Linked DNA regions of Zea mays: regions 1 and 2 are each linked to region 3. A link is a contact called in public Hi-C data. All regions are on one chromosome and are shown on one strand. Each heading gives the region's core, a stretch centred on a gene start, on an enhancer-like site or on the middle of the called end of the contact. The rest is flanking DNA. Distances are from core to core; before and after follow the strand shown. Region 1 has its middle 98 kb from the start of LOC100274790. Region 2 holds the start of LOC103638717 (homeobox protein knotted-1-like 11). Region 3 holds the start of LOC103638720 (transcription initiation factor TFIID subunit 1).

Evidence for each region. A called contact is a pair of places that touch in the nucleus more often than the background predicts.
Region 1: a contact with region 3 is called in a Hi-C map of leaf, with 6 times the contacts expected there. The contact joins the enhancer-like site here to the promoter of LOC103638720 in region 3. A contact is called at or near these places in 9 of 25 Hi-C or Micro-C datasets (bundle sheath, ear, endosperm and 3 more).
Region 2: a contact with region 3 is called in a Hi-C map of ear, with 2.1 times the contacts expected there. The contact joins the promoter of LOC103638717 here to the promoter of LOC103638720 in region 3. A contact is called at or near these places in 3 of 25 Hi-C or Micro-C datasets (bundle sheath, ear and leaf mesophyll).

Annotation. Positions count from the first base shown.
Region 1 is chr9:98,376,388-98,381,290 of Zm-B73-REFERENCE-NAM-5.0, forward strand. No RefSeq gene overlaps it. Among protein-coding and RNA genes, the nearest start is that of LOC100274790, 98 kb to the right of the region's middle. Within about 2 kb of position 2,719, at least 19 of the 20 cell types and tissues checked have an H3K27ac peak or open chromatin away from gene starts, as enhancers often do. A contact at or near this core is called in bundle sheath, ear, endosperm and 3 more, where this site is marked.
Region 2 is chr9:98,186,978-98,191,894 of Zm-B73-REFERENCE-NAM-5.0, forward strand. It overlaps LOC103638717 (homeobox protein knotted-1-like 11), which reads left to right and starts at 1,793. Exons shown (of 6, transcript XM_008661553.4): 1 at 1,793-2,332; 2 at 2,872-2,992. The coding sequence starts at 2,003.
Region 3 is chr9:98,682,780-98,687,360 of Zm-B73-REFERENCE-NAM-5.0, forward strand. LOC103638720 (transcription initiation factor TFIID subunit 1) reads left to right here and starts at 2,857. Exons shown (of 21, transcript XM_008661557.2): 1 at 2,857-3,937. The coding sequence starts at 3,886. It overlaps LOC103638719 (calcium-transporting ATPase 5, plasma membrane-type), which reads right to left and starts at 1,598. Exons shown (of 3, transcript XM_020544092.2): 1 at 1,472-1,598; 2 at 1,320-1,365; 3 at 1,066-1,242. The coding sequence starts at 1,551. The coding sequence ends at 1,081.

The DNA of each region.
Region 1 (4,903 bases), core at 1,469-3,968, 310 kb before region 3:
CGACTCATATAATTGTCGACCCTATTCGACCGAGTTCGATGGCTCATTGCCTCTCTCTGCGGTAAACCATGAGTCAGACATTCTGTGGGACTCGAACACAATTTAAAAGTGCCCTTGGCGCTTGTGCTCTAGGGTACTTGTTGCTGTGGTGCCTACTTCATAATCGCCCTGCTCTAGGGTTTTGGGTTTAGGGTTTATGGTTTATTGTTTAGGGTTAGTCTCTTATTCGTGGTGGAGTTGGTTACAAGGTGAAGTCATAGCTAAGTCTTGGCTTGGCGGCTGGGCTCCGGCCTCTGGGTCCTCCTCATGTTCGTCAGTCTTCTGGGCGTCATCTTGTTTGGGATCCGTCACTATGTCCAAGAGCACTCTAGGGGAAAAGAACATCCCATGTCCTGGGGTCGACCTCCTCCTTTTATAGGCTATGGTGGGGGATCGGCCCGTGGTGGCTTCCTCAAGAAAGAGCCATCAGGTGATGGTAAAACTAGGGTGTTCTACCATGGGGTAATGCCACACGTGCTTGCGATTGCTTGGTTGTCTCATATTCTTTATTGCGGATGACACGAACAACGTGGAGCCTAAGTGCCATCATTCTAGCTACGCCGACCCGTGGCCTACGTAATCTGGGGCTTGGTGTGGCTCGTCGTGTTGTGCCCTGCCGACGGTCTGTGGATTCAGGCCTAGTCCCGATATGTTATGAGTGTGTTGTTAGCTGAGGGACGCACGGGCCATAAATGCGTCGCAGTCCGAGGGGCTCACATGCCATGAGTGCTCTATAGCCTGAGGAATTCGTAGGTCATGAGTGAGAGGTGGACCGGCACCCCTGTTGTGCCTCGGCGCTAGGGGCGATTAATGCGGTCGGTCATTTATGATGGGTCAGTCTTGGGCCAGACGCGGGATCCACTCGAGTGGTATGGCATACCCGGTTCCCCTATCCGGTTCCGCCACGCCTGACCCTAGGCTCGGTGTCGCAGGGTTTATCCGGAGGGCGGATTCTTCTGGGGTAGACGTTATCTGTCTCCTCCGACGGATCAGCGTACCCCAGTTGCAAGAGACCTTCCTCCTAGTGTACTCACTGACCGCTGGGTTCAGAGACCCGGGATGGTATCCCCGACACATGTTCTTTTTTAATCATCGATTACTGGAATTTTGATGATGCATGTATTGTATTGTTACAGACTTACGGTACGTGATATAACTGCCAACGACACGGTTGTTCTTGTGTTATTTGTTGTCTTGTTATTTCGTCGCTATCGCCTGTGTTTTGTCACCACCAGGACTTATTCATGGTGGAGGTGGTTATAAGATGGAGTCCTAGCTAAGTCTTGGTTTGACGGTGGGGCTCTGGTCTCCAGGTCCTCCTGTTCGTCAGTCTTCTGGGCATCGTCACGTTTGGGATCCGTCATTGTGTCCGAGAGCACTCTGGAGGGAAAAGAACCTCCCGTGTCCGGGGGGCAGCCTCCTCCTTTTATAGGCTAAGGAGGGGGTCGTCCTGTGGTGGCTTCCTCAGGAAAGAGCCATCGGTTCATGGTAAAACTGGGCGTTCTACCACGGGGTAAAGCCACACGTGCTTGCGATCGTCTGGTTGTCTCGTATTCTTTCTGCGGACGACGCGGATGGCGTGGGTCCTGAGCGCCATCATTCTAGCTACACCGACCCCTGGCCTTCGTAGCCTGGGCTCGTCGTGTTGCGCCCTGCGCATTCAGGGCTAGTCCCGATAGGTTATGAGTGTGTCGCTAGCTGAGGGACGCGCGGGCCATAAATGTGTCGCAGTCCGAGGGGCTCGTATGCCATCAGTGCTCTCGGGCCGAGGGGCGAGGGGTTCGTAGGTTGTGAGTGGGAGGTGGACCGACGACCCCGCTATGGCTCGACGCTAGGTGCACTTAATGCGACCGGTCATTTATGACGAGTCGGTCTCGGGCCATGCGCGGGATCTACTCGAGTGGTTTCCCTTTGGCACGCCCGGCCCTGCTGTCCGGTTCCGCCACGTCTTACCCTGGGCTCGGTGTCGCGGGGTTCGTCGGGGGGCGGATTCTTCTGGGTAGACGTTACCTATCTTCTCCAACTGACCAGCGGACCCCAGTTGCAATAGACCTTCCTCCTAGTGTGCTCACTGACCGCTGGGTTCATAGACCCCGGATGGTATCCCAGACACATGTTCTTTTTTTTATCATCGATTACTGGAATTTTGATGATGCATGTACTGTATTGTTACGGACTTACGGTACGTGTTATAACTGCCAGCGGCACGGTTGTTCTTGCGTTATTTGTTGTCTTGTTATTTCGTCGCGCTACCGCCTGTGTTTTGTCACCACCAGGACTGTTCGCCTAAGATTCCTTGTACCTTTCGCCCTCTCGCCATTTTTCCAAGCCGCAGTAACCTGAAAAGTTCGCCTGCACATGAAACGCCATCGGCCTCCACTCGACCACTCCACTCTCAAAACGGGTCAAGTCAAAGCGGGTCTGGGAGGCTCATGGTCACAAACAGATCTGGCTCCAGGCTTCTTTTTTTTTTTTGGAGAGTGCTGCTCGTGGAGCCCACAACATTACCGCGGGATTTTGTCTGGCGAATCGCTTTAGCACAAGATTAGCATTAAGAAATGATACTGACCCAGAAGTCGTATACTTGAAATAAAAACCTGATGGAGTAGTAGTACCATCAGTATAGCATCTGAATCTGACGGGGATGGCGCCTAGTTTTGGGTGAGAGGGGCCGGCCGGCCGGCCCCACATGGGTGCGTGACGCGGGCCATGTGTCCGCTCTCCGCTCTCCGCTCTCGCCCTGGAATCCAGCTCGGCGGCCACCCAGATGGCAGGCTTGCCTTGCAGCCGCAGCGCCCGCGGCGTCCTTTTTTTTTTCTTTCACTCACAGGCTCTTGCGGCCCTGCTGCCGCCTGCCGATGCCGGCCTCTCGCCTGGCCGCCTCAAACTTGCGGCCGCCGCCTCCTCTCTAGCCTCACCGCGCTCTCGCGCCGCGCGCCCGTGCCCGTGCCCCTTTGTTTAATCCTCCCGTCCCATGTCGGCATCCCGCTCAGCGTGCCCTGGCACCGGCCGGCAGCGCGTTAGCCTCGCTCTTGCTGCTAATCCCTCCGTGTTTGACCGGCTACTACTGCTAGTTAAACTAGCGCTGGCGCTGCTGTGACTGTGAAGCTTTGCTAGCTTCCATCCTACTGGATACACCACATTAGGTTTTTCCTTTCCTTTCCTTTCTTCCTTTTGCCACATTCCATCCGCATGTGTGCAGATGGCATTCGGAAAAAACAAACTAAGGTCACTACTAGAGTCCAACTCTTTATCAAGTATTAAATGATTTACCGAGTATTTTTTTGACACTCGGCAAAGAACTTTTTTGCTGAGTGCCAAACAAAAAAACACTCGGTAAAAAAAACACTCGACAAAGGGTTTTTATTTGGCGAGTGTTTTTTTACACTCGGTAAAGAGTTTCTTTGCCGCCTGTTTATCCGGGGACGAAGTCCGGGTCCAAAGGTTAGTTGGTATCAACATTGTTATGTGCTGGTAACCAATTAACCATAATATTGTAAACGGTGTTTAAACAATATTTTACACTATATTTTCCGAAATCTACCGATATCACCAATCGGTAAGTTGTAGCTATCATATAGGTGCCGAAATGATGGGTGATGACGTCCAACTATGACAATTCATCCATCGTAGATTTACCAGAGGTGCTAAAATGATTTGTGACGATGGGTCACCCTAGAAATGAATGAACTGTCCCAGATTACAACATTCTGCAGTAATTTTTTTTTATAAGGTCGCCAATGAACCCGTCAAGTATCTGAATATTTCTGTTAGTGATCTCGTTGTGCCAGTAGGCAGTTGTTGCCACTGGCCGCGTATAGGACCAACCAACGCAAACTAGCTAGTGTGTACGTGTTGATAAAGTCCAGTTGCCACTACCTAGTACTGTTGTTAGTACTAGATGGTTAGGGAGCAGCGAATCATCACAGGAGGGTTTTGGCTTCAACTTGCTTGGCTTTAAGGAGGTACTAGTGATTATATACAATTGCTTAGGGTATCTTAGCTCTCTGACGGCTTTTGCCAGGTAGATCGAGTAAAGTATTAGTAAAGTACCGTACGTACTCTCGAAATAGTAGCAGCAGTGCAAGTATTTGCATGGCCATGGATCATGAGATCGATCTGAGGACGCGCGCCTGGTGAGATATTATAGCTGCAAGCAATATATATATATATATATATATATATATATATATATATATATATATATATATATATATATATATATATATATATATATATATATATATATATATATATATATATATATAGACACACGTACGTACAGCAAGGACAAATCCGGGAAGCGGGTCTCGAGTCTCGACGTGGGCAGGACAGCAACAAAATTATACACTGCACGTACCGGTGCATGCAGCCTGCCCCCTCTTTATCCCGCGTCCGATTAATTAGGTTGGGCAGCTGCCCACAGATGTATACTGCAAGCCTGCTGGCACCGCCATCTTCTGCAATCATAGTTACTTCTACTGCTTTTGGCTAGTTTTAGGGCTGCCTCAGCTACCGTGTGTGATCTGTGTTCTGATTCTGGATTCCTGATGAGAGAGAAGCTCTTTCCTGCTTGGCCCTTCCTTCGTGCCGGTGCGGTGCCTACAGGGCTACAGGCCACGCGTTTTCTGAACTCCTGATGACTGATGAGAATTCGTCGTCTTCCTCCTTCCTTCTTGCGGTGCCTACAGCTACAGGGCTACGCGTCTTCCGTTCATCAGCTGGGCTTTGGGTGAGACCATCCCTCTGTCGTCTCTGGACAAACGACATTTTCGGCCCTGCTTGCATGCTATTGAAAATGCCCGTCAGCGTTTGGCCCGTCAGCGATCAGCCTCAACTTGAAACGACCACGCACGTACACGGC
Region 2 (4,917 bases), core at 543-3,042, 500 kb before region 3:
CCTCATATGCACAGAATGCATCTAACACTTTTTTCTTGTTGCCACACATTAGCGAGCTCAATTACCATAATCATTTATGTAATGTAAACTCTGGTGTACTATTGTAACTTTTTCCCTTTAAATATATTCTAGTAGGGGCTTCACCTCTCCTGTTTCGTCAAAAAGAAAATCATGTGCGAACTTGATTTCTTTATGAAACTGTTATGTGCGAAGTTAATATCTTTGTGGAACTGTTATGCGCAAACTTGATGTCTTTGTGTAATTGTTATGTGTGAAGTTGATGTCTTTGTAGAACTGTTATGTGTGACATGCCTTTGTGGAACTATTATGTGTGAACCTAATAGGTGTTGTTTGATCATGTATAATTTATTTTCACCCATTTTAGCACTGTTATGAGCACTTAATAGGTGGATTCCATTTGTTGGCAAAGTTTTTGATAGTTCTAAATTGTTCACACTCATTTTTTTTGAAAAAGATGCAAATCTTAGAGATCTTTGCTTGTTTTATTGTATTGAATTTTATATGCAAAGTATTCAAACAATATTTAGAATTTCATTCTAGGAATTAAACTGCTTGTACAACCAAACACAAATAATAGAATTAAATCACTCTCTGGTTGATTCAATTTTTAAAATTATTCATTTCTTTGAATTTAATTATGATAAAAGTTTCATTTCCATCCATCCAAAGGGTTGTGTTGGCTCCAACTCGAGGCCAAACACTAGGGGTGAACCTCCTGACGGTGCTCCCTACGGGAGCGTGGACAGTCTACGACCTCGCTGCAGGAGCAGCTCCTCTCCACGCAACACCGAACGGTCCGCACATAGGGTCAGACGGCCCGTGACATGGCATAGTGTCTTCTTCTCCGTGAAGAACCCTATATCTCGCCTCGCGGGAGGTACCAGTCGGGGAGTAGAGTTACAGAGGGTGCTCCGGAGTCGACAGGACAGCTGAGACGTCCCCAGACGACGTAGAGTTGACTAGAGATAAAGTAATAAGTCGAGAAAGACTAATACTAGGGCTAAACTACTGCTACTCCTAAGTCAAGAAAGTAAAGGATTTCATAAATAGATTGATTGGATCAATTTTAGGTGCATTTAAACGGCAGTACCCTTTATATTTATAGGGGAGGTTTGGACCCGTTCATAAACGCTTTCCAACATGTTCCTACGAGGTTAGTGGATAAGTACACGCGGGAGAGGGACTCTCGTCCGAGATCTAATCTAACCGCGGACCGTGCGAACTAAAACCGCAGACCGTCCACATGGTTAAACTGTTCGGCCGTCCCTAGGTACCATAAATGATGCTCAACAGAATGTTAGTGAAATACTCCATTCATTCATAAATATATGACATCGTTGATATTTTTCAAAACTTTGATCACTCATCTTATTCAAATATTTATTTAAAAATATAAAATTTTAAATAACGCTTAAATAACCTTAAGTGAACTTACGATTTTTAATGAGATGATGGTTAAAGTTTTGAAAAATAAGTTAACGATGACATATATTTATAAACTAATATATAAACGGAAAAGGTAGTACGATATATATAAAATCATGATCTCTATTCTTGAATATTTGTCGTTCGCTAGTTTATTTTTAAACTATACCGTGATAACTATCATTTACTCATGTGTTAGTGACGAATTTCTGATACAGTAGTTTCCGACAACATTTGTGTTCTCATCTCATCCAAATCCAAGCATGTTTGCTGTGCAATTCACTCTTCGGAATTGAGTCACGTGCACGAGAAATTAAAGGGAGGGCGCTATCCGTCCTCTACCCCCAAAGCGCGGTCCCCTCCCTTCCCCAGTCCCCACTACCACTACACGCCTCTCGCCGTCGCGTCTTCAAAGCCTCCGCCACTTGACTCCCATCCCCTCTCGCGTGGTCCTTCTCCTGCTCCCGCTCCCGCTGCTCCTCATCTTCTCGCGCCGCGGCCCCCAGCCTTTGCCCGCCGCTACCTCTCTCTAATTGGGCGGCGGCCTGCCGGTCCGATGGCGTTCAACTACCACGACCACGCGCTGGCGATGGACCCCGCGGCGGCCGCCGCGGTTGGGGCGGCCGCGAACCCTAGCTTTGTCTCCGGAGGTGGCATGGCCGGGGGGCCCGGCTGGGAGAGGGAGAAGGCGGCCATCGCGGCGCACCCGCTGTACGAGCGTCTTCTCGAGGCGCACGTCGCCTGCCTCCGCGTCGCCACCCCCGTCGACCAGCTCCCGCGCATCGACGCGCAGATAGCGGCGAGGCCCCCGCCCATGGAGGCCGCGGCTGCGGCTGCTGCGGCGGGCGGAGCACACTCGGGAGGCGAGGAGCTCGACCTCTTCATGGTAAGTACCCATACTTTCTCGTCTCTCTTCCTATTATGGTCTTGCTATGATGAAGCTAATAAGGTTGCCCAGTGGTTCTCTCTTCTCCATGCGGATTTTCTGATTGAGTTTTGGGTGTTCAATTGGATATTTGTATGGCTGGATGGTTCATCCGGCATGCTAAGTATTCTGTAGTACGCATGTGGAAGATTTTGGGGGTGATGTTGGCTAGTTAATTCAAAATGGATTTCCGAATAAACCGAGTTAATTATGCATGCATAGCAAAGGAGCCGCAAATTTAAGTGCAGAATCGACTCATGAACTTTTGATGCTATCCCTTATTACATGCTTTTCGTTCTTAATTGCGTTGCTTCTCTGTTTGCCAAGGTTATCGATAGTGAAGCCGTTTTTGCAACTTTCTTTTTACGTTTAGCTGTACCTCTCTTTTCTTTTTGAAATGATAATTAATCATTTTGTGGCAAGAGCAGGTTGTTATCATTCTCTGTTTTTTCCCTCTTTCGAATGGTTCTAAATTCTAACCTGTCTCGTTTTTCGTCCAGACACATTATGTGTTGCTCCTCTGTTCATTCAAGGAACAACTCCAGCAGCATGTGCGTGTTCATGCAATGGAAGCAGTCATGGCTTGTTGGGAGCTCGAACAAACTTTACAAAGCCTTACAGGTAGCTGAAGCTTTCTACTTTAATATTTTTAGAGGAAAATGCTTTAGCTGCCCCTTTTTGGAGTCTGCTTGATGTACAAGTACAACTCCCTACTTAATATTTGCTATGTTTCATGTTTTGTTCGTATGGTGGTCACAGCAGGTTTCAGTGCAACCTAGGCAGACCATCTTATTGAAATTTCTCGCCACAAATAACGTATTGACCATTCCCCAAATGTTTCCTTCCTTTGGAAATTGACCAAATAGCCATTCTCTTGTTGGTCTTATCAGGTATATGGAAACTACAAACTAACTAACATTAACTAACATTGTTAGTACTTTTTTTCTTGCATTAGAATCAAACCTTACAACTTCACGCTATCGAACCCATTTTTGAATCATTATCTCATCCATGAACCTCATGTTGCAGACCATGCAACTGGTGCTACCTTTGTGAGATAATTTTAACAGTGTTCTCCCAGTCAAAGTTTCCCCTATCATGTCTCTAGACTCTGCTGCAGGCCCCTCAGAACAGTTAATAACTTAATATAGTACACTGTAATGGCTCTATGAAAATTGAAAAATAAGAGAGTACTTGGCCGATTACATCTTGACTGCGCCCTCTATTTTAGCGCTGGTCTAGCCGGCATCGTGCAAACGTCTGACCCCACATGACATCTTCCCCCCCCCCCCCTCGACGAACAGCTCGTCCTCGAGCTGGAACCTGGGGTAGTGCTCGATGAATGTGTCGATGTCTTCCCAAGTAGCAGATGATGGTGGTTGGTCTTGCCACCAAATGAGGACTTGGCGCACGCCTCTGGCCAACTGTGCCTTGACTGCCGCTGCTGGAATTAGAATAGTTGCGCCGTGATGCATAGGCGACAGGGGTGGTGTAGACTCTGGTGGCTGGCCTCGAAAGAGCTTGAGGTGGCCAACATGGAAGACATCGTGTATGTGGGCTCCCAGTGGAAGACGAACGCTGACAACTACTTTGTTGATGTCTTCCATCACCTGATACGGTCATAGAAGCGTGGACTCAGCTTGCCGGTGGTTGCCTGCGGTAGGGATAGGGGGGTACGGTGCCGAACCCGCAACCAGACCCAATCGCCCACCTTGTAGGACAGTTGCCGATGGCGGCGATTGTAGTGTGCCTTGTAGGATGCCTGGGCCCGCTCCAATCTATAGCGCGCGTCCTTAAGCATCTCATCGCGTTCAGTCATTGTCTTGGCCACCGCTTCGGCACGCGTTTCTCCTTGCTCGTATGACCTGATCGTTGGTGGATCACGACCATAGACCAATTTGAATGGCGTATCCTTTAGGGATGTCTGGAAGGCGGTGTTGTAGGTGTACTCCGCTCAGGGAAGCCACCGCAACCATTAGCGCGGCCGATCCGTGTGAAACAGCGTAGGTACATGGAGATCACCTTGTTGGTGGCCTTGGCCTGGCCGTTTGCTTGGGGGTGGAAGGCGATGGTCATGTGGAGCTTGGCGCCGGATAGGGTGAGGAGCTCCTTCCAGAACGCGGATGTGAACACCAGGTCGCGATCGGAGACCAGCGATCGCAAATTCCGTGTAGGCGAACTATCTCCCCAAAGAAGACCTTGGCGACTCCTTCCGCCGAGTAGGGGTGACTAAGGGGTTGAAGTGGCCGTACTTGGAGAAGCGGTCCACCACCGTGAGGATGATAGACTTGCCACCCACCTTTGGCAATCCCTCGATGAAGTCCAGCGTGATGTCGGCCAAAACCAGTTTTGGAACTAGAAGGGGAAGCAGGAAGCCGCCTGGCAGCATGTGGTTGGTTTTGTAGCGCTGGCATGTGAGGCACCCCTTGATAAATTCCTGCACTGTAGCACGAAGGTTAGGGGCGTATAAGTCGTGGCGGAGGCGATGAAGAGTTCGTTTGATGCCCTCGTGGTCGTCATTGTGGATGTCGCCCACTATCTCCTGG
Region 3 (4,581 bases), core at 1,607-4,106:
ATCTCCATCACAAAGTCAATCAGTGGCAGGGGTCGAATGAAAGCTGATGAAGAAATGTCTGCAATGGAAAATATGCAGCCGTCAACAACTTAAAACATATAAAAAATTGAAACACAAAAGTACAGACGTTTCAATTGATCTCACTATATGCCAACCAGCCATATGAAATCAAATTGCACAGGGCTGGTCATTTCTAACATATAAGCATCACAAACGTGTTTTTTCTCAAGATATCACAGAAAACTTGGACAGTGCATACCTCACAAGGCCGATAGCAACTGAAACCAACCAGTCTCCAACCAAGCCTCACTATTTTGAAGAACTTCCCCAGGAACTGAATTATCAGTATCTGCCAAAGACGAGAGCAACTTTATAACCATGGACAGAGGTGATACCAATGGAGAGAATCTATATCGTCTGTTACCTGAAATACTGTCGTTATACCGATTATTCCCATGAACAGGTGATTCTTCGTGACCCCTTTGAAGACATTCTTTTCCTCGGGTTTTCGTGCATTGAACTCATTGAAGATCTGGCATAAAAAACACACCCAAGTTAACTCAAACCTTCGTTCCAGATCTACATGGAGTTAACACGGGCCATAAATCATCAAAATAATCTATATTTTCATAGCAAATTCACTCTGGTATGGTTCAACTTCGTACAAGCAAGACAACAGGTTAATATATGGTCAGTCAAGGGCCTAGATTCTAGGAGGTTAAAGCTGGCCACATTAAATTACTGGAACAAACCAAAATGCAAAGAAAAATAGTGAGTCACTGAAAATTGACCAAAAACAGACCAAGTGAAGCGCATATAACCAGCTTCCACATAACTTATGCCATACCTGAAATTCGACTATGGTAAAGCAATGAATAGCTTATAACGAGTCCTTACGTGAAGAAAAATATCCATGTAGTATCAATGCTAGGGTACACATTAGTCCCTTTTGGGGGAAAACTACTATCAATTTATAGTCAACTTAATATTGATTCTTTTCTTTTGGGAACAATCCAATGTCAGTATGTATTTGTCTAAAAGGTGAAGCAAGATTCGTCCACTAATGTTCTGTTATGATTCTTAAATTATTGAAGAACAAATACTCCACTGGCAAAATACAAATGTGTTGAAGATGAAAGTATTTGTTACCTTCTCAGCATCAGATCGGCTTTCATTCTGCAGACGCAGAATCCTTACTCCATCAAAATCGAAAATCAGAAGAATTGCTACTTGGTAAAGGGCCTGTGTAAAATTCCAAACATATCAGAACAACAAAGAGTTTTTAACAGAATCCAATTGTATAATGAAGGAATACTAACCTGAACAAACAAGTTTCTCCACATGATATTTGTAACAAGAGGTTCCCTGCAGTAGAAAAGTATGGGTAAAAATGTTTCCAAATTCAAAAAGCATAGTATATAGGTATTGGACACAATGTTGTCAACAAGAAATTTTGGATCATTTGACATGCCTTCGACCAACAGGATTTCTCTTCATAAGGTTGTCTGTTGGAGGCTCGGTTGCTAATGCAAGAGCTCCAAGTGTGTCCATTATGAGGTTCACCCACAGAAGCTGAAAAGTGAAAGAAGTATATGATACTGATGAGAAACAGCCTGGAAATACATGTGTCTCAGGTAAAATGTTGTGTCCAGCTATTAAATGCACTCGGCTACTCCACTGTACTACTGGAGTAGTACGCTGGTAGGACAGGAGCAGGAGCGGGACCTCACACCGCACCTGGAGCTGGAGGCTGGAGGAGGAAGAAGGGGCACGCTCACTCATCACAAGTCACAGCCACACCACACATGAGCTGTGGCATTAATGGATCATCATCAGAGGAGGAGGGGAAGTAAGCGGTCCGGGTCCCAGCCCTCCTCTGAAACGAACCAAACAACCTAGACCAGGTAGGAGGAAGATGGAGATTCATGGAAAAGGGAGAAAAGGTAGCAAAGGATCGGCTCATCTCCTCTCCTCTCCTCTGACCCTGTCCAACTGTCCCGGTCCCTGTTCATGCTAGCTCTGGCTGCGTCTGCTAGTATAGGAGAGCAAAATACAATCCAATCCAATTCTATGCAGTAAGCGCTACCTACAAGCTCACCTTCACGTACATGGGCCCAGCTCCGGACGCGGCCTCCTCCGTCGGCGCCTTGCTCCTGGAGGCGCTCGCAGCGGCGAGGGGACCTCTCCAACCACCTGCGCTCTGCACGGATCGAGAGCGCACTGCATCGGTCACCCGCCCCGGCGGGGTCCAGCGGCCTGCGAAGATATCGAGGTCCGGCGGGAATAGGGACTCGACGGCGAGGTCGGGAGGAGGAGCGCGACGCGGGGGCCTGCTGCTGCGCCGCCATCTTTGCCTCCGGCGTCACCGTTGTCGTCATGGAGCCCGCGGGCTCGGTCACCTCGAGGTCGTAAGCCGCAAGGCCAGAGGCGAACCTCCGTGTGGCGGTGGCCGGTGTAGATGGCGCGATGGCTACACAAGTGCGGATGATCGAGGGAGGAGGGCGCCCCCTATCCTTATCTAGGTAGAGGTTGCGGAGGGCGGCTGCCGCGGCGGCGGGGATCACGGCGGGCGGTAGGGGATTGCGGAGGGCGGTTGGGGATTGCGGCGGGCGGGCGTGGGGGAGGCGGGGGGCCCCTATCCTTATCTAGGCAGAGGTTGCGGAGGGCGGCTGCCGCGGCGGCGGGGATCACGGCGGGCGGTAGGGGATTGCGGAGGGCGGTTGGGGATTGCGGAGGGCGGGCGTGGGGGAGGCGGGGGCAGTCTACATTAGGCTCTTAATAGTTGTAGAGATTTCTTTTATACGTTTATGGGCTACCGCGCCTTATTTTACTGGGATAGTCGACCCGATTGCTCGTGCTCGTTCTCCGTTATGGGCCGCAAATTCTTTTCGGCCCGGCCTGGCCCGCCTCTCGGCGCCCGGCACGCGCCGGCGCCGCAGTCGGCGCCCCAGCCCCTCCCTGCCCTCCGCTTTGCTCTCCATCTAGCCCCCACGACCCTCCTCTCCGCTCGTCCGCCACCGCCACCGCCACCGCCACCGCCGCGCCGCTTCTCGTCGTCGCCAGAAACGAAGCAGGGCTCCGCGCTACCCCGCTGATCTTGCGCTTGAAGATCAATCAGTCCGTTGACGCAGTTCTCTACGTGCAGGGGCGGAGGGCCCATTATCCATCTGGCCCAAGCGCCTCGCCCTTTCTCCACGACTTCAACCCAGGCAGCCTCCGCCCCGTCACCCGCCGCCGCGGTCACAGACCTCTGCCGTCGACCCACGGACCGCGGTCCGGCTCCAGCCTCCACCCGCCCGCCGTCCTCCTCCGTCGCGACCCGCGGACCGCGGTCCGGCTCCAGCCTCCACCCGCCCGCCCACCGCCCACCGGCTTCCGGCCTCCGCCCGCCGTGGGCGGCCTCTGCCCTCAGCCCACCTGGCCATCTCCGCATCCGGCCCCCGGCCTCCGGTCTCCAGTCGCCCCCGGCTTCTGGTCTCTGCCCCCGCAGTGGTCGTGCCCCACTGGGCTGAGGAGGAACAGCTTCCGGTTCCTGGTGCTGATCTTGAACGGCGCGGCGCTCAGGTCGGAGGAGGCGTTGCCGGCGAGACTGAGGTCGCAGAAGGAGCCATACCAAAAAAAATCGTCCTCCGCTACTGCCTACGTGACAAAAAATCCTGCGGAGACCTGGCAGAAGTCGCCCGGTCTCCCCCGCCTCTGGCTTGGCCTCGCCATTTACGCTACACCTTGAGATTTTTATTCACTCCATCCAATCTGGCCCTGCGTTTCTAGATTTTGCGAGGGAAGACGCCAATTAGGAGCCTGAGGGTGCGACGGCCTAGGGTTTGTAGCTACTGGTGTCGTCGCGGCCTGTGGAGGCGGTAGGGGACAGCGACATCTGCAGCCATGGACGACAGCGAGCTCCATGAAGAGGAGAACCCAACCAATAGTGCCGTAGGTGAGCTTGACGATGCCCAGGACTTCATCACAACCAGTTATGCTTTTGGTTTGGTGTTGGTGCAAGTGCCGATGTCGGGCCGATTAGGGTTGTCAAATAGCTGGGCTCTGATGTGTTGGGTGTGCTATGTTAGCTAGTGTATTTGCTGGGCTTTGTGCACGGATCTGTGGTGCCTGTTTACAAATGGGATTTGATAAGCCGATGGCATGCTGTTTGGTGCTATATAGGATTAAATGTTCTTTTTTTATGTGTGGAAAATTTTAGTTGCTGGAGCTACAGGTAGCACCCATGTAAGATGAGGTGGTTAGCATGCTGATCTGCTATGGGCTTGTAATTGTGAAGTTGCAACCTTTAGAGTCAGGCTTTGAGAACCATAAAACTGCAAAATGGTTTTGAGTATGAAGATGATCCTCTGCAGGGTTAATGGTTCCATGATGGTCTTCTGTATTTTATGTGACGTGTTGAAATTAATTTGATGAAATGTTGGTTGAAACTAGCATTGCGATTCTCCGATGCTGCATTTTAATAATACTGAAAACATGTAACCCTCTGTTTGGGAATGCATTATGTCATCATTAACCCTCAGATTCTTAGTTATCTTAACAATTTCCTGAGGTCACTCCAAAACTGGACTCATTTGAAGC